Regions from separate parts of the Pan troglodytes genome. Here region 1 is linked to region 2. Evidence: chromatin contacts called from public HiChIP or PLAC-seq data. All regions are on one chromosome and are shown on one strand. Each heading gives the region's core, a stretch centred on a gene start, on an enhancer-like site or on the middle of the called end of the contact. The rest is flanking DNA. Distances are from core to core; before and after follow the strand shown.

Evidence for each region. HiChIP or PLAC-seq counts read pairs in DNA pulled down with a chosen protein or histone mark.
Region 1: an H3K4me3 HiChIP or PLAC-seq map of stem cell-derived excitatory neurons shows a contact between it and region 2, with 2.5 times the contacts expected there. The contact joins the promoter of EXOG here to the promoter of XYLB in region 2. A contact is called at or near these places in 3 of 7 Hi-C or Micro-C datasets (blood, induced pluripotent stem cells and stem cell-derived neural progenitor cells) and 1 of 1 datasets of contacts at active chromatin or transcription factors (stem cell-derived excitatory neurons).

The regions. Positions count from the first base shown.
Region 1 is chr2:42,498,215-42,500,915 of NHGRI_mPanTro3-v2.0_pri, forward strand. EXOG (exo/endonuclease G) reads left to right here and starts at 1,302. Exons shown (of 5, transcript XM_001171826.8): 1 at 1,302-1,511. The coding sequence starts at 1,349.
Region 2 is chr2:42,349,902-42,352,940 of NHGRI_mPanTro3-v2.0_pri, forward strand. XYLB (xylulokinase) reads left to right here and starts at 1,533. Exons shown (of 19, transcript XM_016940725.4): 1 at 1,533-1,696. The coding sequence starts at 1,640.

The DNA of each region.
Region 1 (2,701 bases), core at 52-2,551, 150 kb after region 2:
GGGATTACAGGCACGCGCCACCACACTTGGTTAATTTTTGTATTGTTAGTAGAGACGGGGTTTCACCATGTTGGCCAGGCTGGTCTCAAATTCCTGACCTCAGGTGATCCTCCAGTCTTGGCCTCCCGAAGTGCTGGGATTACAGGCATGAGCCACTGCGCCTGTGAGTTTTACGTCACAGCTTTGCTACCCAGAGAGACTACTAGATCGAAAATCCCTAGGAAGGACTCTGGTTGATGTAGCTTAACCAGTCAGGGTCCTTCACTAGAGGTATTCCAGGCAAGGGGGTAGCCTCCCATTTGAGGCTGTCAAAATAATGTGCACACTTCAGTAGGTTGTTAGAAGTGGCCTCCTGGTCAGTGAATCATCAGTGGGATCAGATGAAAGTTATTCCTATCAGTTATCTAAGAAATAGGAAACTTGAAGTTTCTGCTAAGAACTAAGTCCACACGGAATGCTGGAGATCGTGCTGCAAAATGAAGACTCATTTGTGAGTGGTAGTCCATGAAATCTATCCTTTCTTTGCCAGCAGGCGTTCAGCAATCTGGCTTTTATATTCTATCAAGACAAAGAGTAGAGATGACTCAAACATTTCTAACATTTATAGAACACTTAGTGACATGCCCCTGGTACTTCCCCAAACATTTTACATGTGTCATCTCCTTTAATCCTCACAAGAACGCTATGGTCTAAGTATTATTATTCCAATTTAAAAGAGAAGGTTGGGGACAGTGACACACACCTGGACTTACAGCACTTTGGGAGGCCGAGGCGGGAAGATTGCTTGAGGCCAGAAGTTGGATACCAGCCTGGGCAACATAAGGAGACCCCCTTCTTTACCGCTCCCCCACTCCCGCCAAAAATTTAGCCGGGCAATGTGGCACGTGCCTGTAGTCCCAGCTACTCAGGAGGCTGAGGCAGGAGGATCGCTTGAGCCCACGAGTTCGAGATCGCAGTAAGCTATGATCATTCCACCGTACTGCAGCCTGGGTAACAGAGACCCTGTCGCTAAATAAATAAATAGACCTGAGTTGGAATATCGGCTCTGGAGACCTTAGTGTAACCATGTGCAAGTGTTTACTCACCTATTAAATGGGACTAAAGGCATTTTTTTCTCAAGACTATATATAGCATACCACTAAGCCCTCTAGACATCATATTCCCCATCCATCGCCCCGTCCAGTGGACCAGGGATGAAGCGGGGATGCGCTAGGCATCCCGGCTTGTCACCAGGGGGCGTGCGAGGCCCTCAGCTTGGCGGGCGGTGAGGCGTGGGGTGACGGGGGGGATGGCGGGGGACGGCATGCGCGCGCATGCGCCGTGGTAAAAGGCCGGTACCTCGGGCAAAATGGCTATCAAGAGTATCGCTTCCCGCCTCCGGGGTTCCCGTCGTTTTCTGAGCGGTTTCGTGGCTGGGGCTGTAGTGGGCGCTGCGGGAGCTGGGCTCGCGGCCCTGCAGTTCTTCCGGAGTCAGGGCGCTGAGGGAGCGTTGACAGGGAAGCAGCCGGATGGTAAGTCTGTGGGCCCGTCCTCCCTTCCCTGGCCCAGGTTTCGGGCTCCGACTCCTACCTGGAGTGTGAATGGCAGTCCTTGACGGACAGCCTTCACCGTTTGCTGGGCCCCTAGCCTGGCCCTTGGTTTCTGACCTTTATTCTCCCGGCTCGGCCTCCCTTCCCCACCTCGCGTCTCGCCAGCTTCCCTCATGTCCTTCCTTTCCCCGGGCATCTTCGTTTTCTGCACAGAACCACCCCCCCACCCCCGCCCGACTTTCTTCCTCCCAGTTACTCATCGCGATATCTATGTTTTAATGTCTGTGTTCTCTACTAAGATTGTTAGCTCCATAAGACTTGAGACTATGTCTGTTTTGGTCTCCATCATCTAACCAGCACAGTACCTGGTACATAATTGGCATTCAGTAAGTATGAATGAAGGAATAAATTAATACATAATTTTAGTAGATTAGTTAACTGCCCTTCTTTCGTCATTGTTCAGTTGAAGAATACCTGCTATCCCTCCAAAGTGTATAAAAACTCATGTTGCAATGGGTACCTTATATTTGACAAAAAAAAAAAAAATTTACACGAGCTCATTTCTTGTACTTTGCGGATGTGCTAATTTAACTTGCTCCTTTGGATACTTGGCATCTAGCAAGAGAACTACCCCCTTGGGGGGTTGAGGATTTGAGAAGGCATCGGGGAGGATTATCTCGAAACTGACTCACTGTTGAATGTGTGCTTGGTTTCTCCCACTAGGAAAAACAGTACCAGTTTTACTGTCATCTTGCAACAGCACACATATCAGTGCTTCAGAGATGATTTGGAAATTTGATGTGAAAGACTAATAAGATCAAGTCTTTATTCAAAAGTTAATGCAGTAGCTGCATTTTATTCACTGATTATAGGCAAATCAGTACTTTGCCTACTGTCTGTTTTCTTCATCTCATAAGTAATTGCAAAAATGAGATTTTCTGGTTGATTAGACTTCTGAGCCAGTCCTTTGTAAATCACACCGCTCTCCTTTTCCTTATAATCTTTCATTATTAAGAGCCACTAATTGTGTGTGCGTGTTTTTTTTGTCTCTGCCCCCCCCTTTTTTTTTTTTTTTTTTTTCGTTTTTAGGATCTGCAGAAAAGGCTGTCTTGGAACAATTTGGATTCCCTTTAACTGGAACAGAGACAAGGTGTTACACTAATCACGCTTTG
Region 2 (3,039 bases), core at 283-2,782:
CAGTGGCTCATGCTTGTAATCCCAGCACTTTGGGAGGACGAGGCAGGCGGAACACCTGAGGTCGGGAGTTCAAGACCAGCCTAACAAACATGGAGAAACCTCGTCTCTACTAAAAATACAAAATTAGCTGGGTGTGGTGGCGGATGCCTGTAATCTCAGCTACTCGGGAGGCTGAGGCAGGAGAATCACTTGAACCCAGAAGGCAGAGGTTTCGATGAGCTGAGATCACGCCATTGCACTCCAGCCTGGGCAACAAGAGTGAAACTCCGTTTCAAAAAAAAAAAAAATTAGCTGGGTGCGGTGGTGTGCGCCTGTAATCCCAGCTACACGGGAGGCTGAGGCAGAAGAATCAGTTGAACCAGGGAGGTGGAGGTTGCAGTGAGCGGAGATCACGCCACTGCACTCCAGCCTGGGTGACAGGAGTGAAACTCTGTCAAAAAAAAAAAAAAAGTCATCAAGCAGTTAAGATTAGATTAAAATGCAGTAATCTAATCTTAATTAGATTAGATACTTAGATACCTTTATTTAAAAAATTTTAAAAGTGGAGATAATAGTACCTACTTCCCAGCATCATTGTGAGGATTAAATGTGCTCAGCAGGTTGCATAATTGTTTCTGATCTAGCTAGTATCCAGTATTTGTCTATTGTCACAGGTGGTGACTGCTGGAGTGGCTGAGTCCCCAGTAAGCTGTGAATGTCTTGGAGGACAAGTATGTTGGCCCCTTCTTGTTCCAGCAGTGAAGAGGATCCCATGTAGACTCCAAGCAGCTCAAGTTCAGCAAGGGAGACAGACCATTGCAAGTGCATGAAAAGGGCACTGGTGGGCTGGGAAGTTCGTAGGAGGAGCCTCTCACATGCTGGGTTTGGGGAGGAATTCTGGAAAGCAGTCAGTCTTAGGGACGGGAAGGATGTAGCTGGTGGGACAGGCACCCTCAGCTCCATGAATAAAGGGAGTGGGTCTGACTCTGCTTCTCATTCCCCTTTACCATGCCTGGCACACATTAGACCATCAATACCAATTGACTCCAGGAATGAGTGTCTCCCCGTGGGGGCATCAGGAGCGCTGAGTTTAAATACACAGGTGGGATGTGACACACTGGGAACCATTCAGATTTGCTGGATCTGGACAGGGCTTGTCAGGACTCAGTGCTTCCAACCCCAGGGCCCATTTCCCTGTGGCCCCTGAGTCACCACCATGGGTGGACAGCTGCTCCAGTGCCAAGATACAGCCACAGAGGACTGCAGGCCCAGGGCCTCCAGAAGGACAGGCAGGCTCCCTCTGAAAGACAAGCTGGCTTATAGCTGAAACCTCTGGCCCAGGCGTCCTCTAAGGGAAGCCAGGCTGTGTCAGGGCACGGCCCATGAAGACATAAGATGAAGATGGGGAGGACCAGAGGGGGTGCGCTTCGAAGGAAAGCGGGCTGCGTGGGGGCACCGTCGATTGCACAGGACGCGGTCCCGGCTCGCGTAGCCCCGCAGGCGGCGCCAGAGCGCAAGCCCGCCTCGTGACTCCGGTCCACAGTCTGGCCCGGCGGAGCTAGGGGCGGGCCCCTGCGTCTCTGGGCGCTGGAGCGCGGCGACTATCACGCCGCGTGGCGGACGGACGGACTGACGGACGCGCAGCCTTACCCGAAGGGCCATGGCGGAGCACGCCCCTCGCCGCTGCTGCCTGGGCTGGGACTTCAGCACGCAGCAGGTACAGTTGCCTGGCCGCAGGGCCACGGGGCCGCCTCCTCCGCTTCGGTGGGGGTAGGGGGCGGGCTGTCACCCGGACGCGGGAAAACATGGGCCCGGCCGCGGGCGCGCCTACCTCTCGGGCTTCCCGGGGCCCCCGCGCCCCTGCCCTGCGCGCGGCCGTGGGGCGCCGGTGCCCTCGCCCGGAGATGCCCTGCCAATGCCACCCGCTCGCAAGATGCGGCCTCGACCCCGCCTGGACCCAGCTACCCCAGGAAACTGCAGGCGCTCCTCGGCAGGACCCCCGGTGCCCAGAGGGGCCGGAGGACTCGGCGGGTTCCTGCGCTGTTCTGGGCACCCAGTGACGGGGATCCGAAGGAAGTCAGCTACTGTAAGGCAGGGGAACAGACAGGCGGGTAGCCCTGCGCACATGCACAACCAGTGACCTGGAAGCAGATTATAGCCCAAAACCTTTTTTTAAAAATTGAAATGGGCCAGGCCTGGTGGCTCTTGCCTGTAATCCCAGCACTTTGGGAGGCCGAGGCGGGTGGATCGCTTGAGCCCAGGAGTTCGAGACCAGCCTGGGCAATATGGAGAAACCCCGGTCTCTACCAGAAAATACAAAAATTAGCCGGGCATGGTGGCGCACACCTGTAGTCCCAGTTTCTCTGGAGGCTGAAGCGGATCGCTTGAGCCCAGGAGGTGGAGATTGCAGTGAGCTAAGATGGCGTCACCGCTCTCCAGCCTGGGCGACAGAACGGGACCCTGTCCCAAAAAAAAAAAAGTGAAATGCATAGTGTACAAATGGACTTTACCCTGTGACCGCCCTTCGTTGACACCAGCTTGCCTGGTCTGCGCACCCAGGACTGCTGGCCAGAGGAGCAGTGTGCTGCTGCCAACGCCCCGCAGACAGGCAAGCAAATCAAAATTTGCCTTCAAAGAGGGCATGGGGTGACCGGGGGCACCTTTTCCTTTAAAGTACTTGGGAAATATACACAGTTACAGTCAAACCCCTCTTCTCGAATGGGTCAAGGGAGGCAGGCCTCTGGCCGGTCCTTGGGGGGAAAGTCCTGTGGGACTCTGGATGACTCGAGTTGCCTTGCTAGGCCTCAGTTTTCCCATCTGTCCAGGAAAGGAGTTATACTCCCAAGCTTGGAGATTGCTTCAGTGGGACATTAATGTCTCTGGACCACAATCATGGCCTGTGAGAATAGCCCATGGCCTTGCCTGGTCTCAGGCCTCTGCAGACATGGATCCCCAGAGATGCCTCCAAACCTTGCTTCCCATTCCTTCCTCTCTGGCACTTTCTCCCGCCTCCTTGTCAGGTGCACGAACCAACTCATCTGTGAACATCTTCCTCAAGAG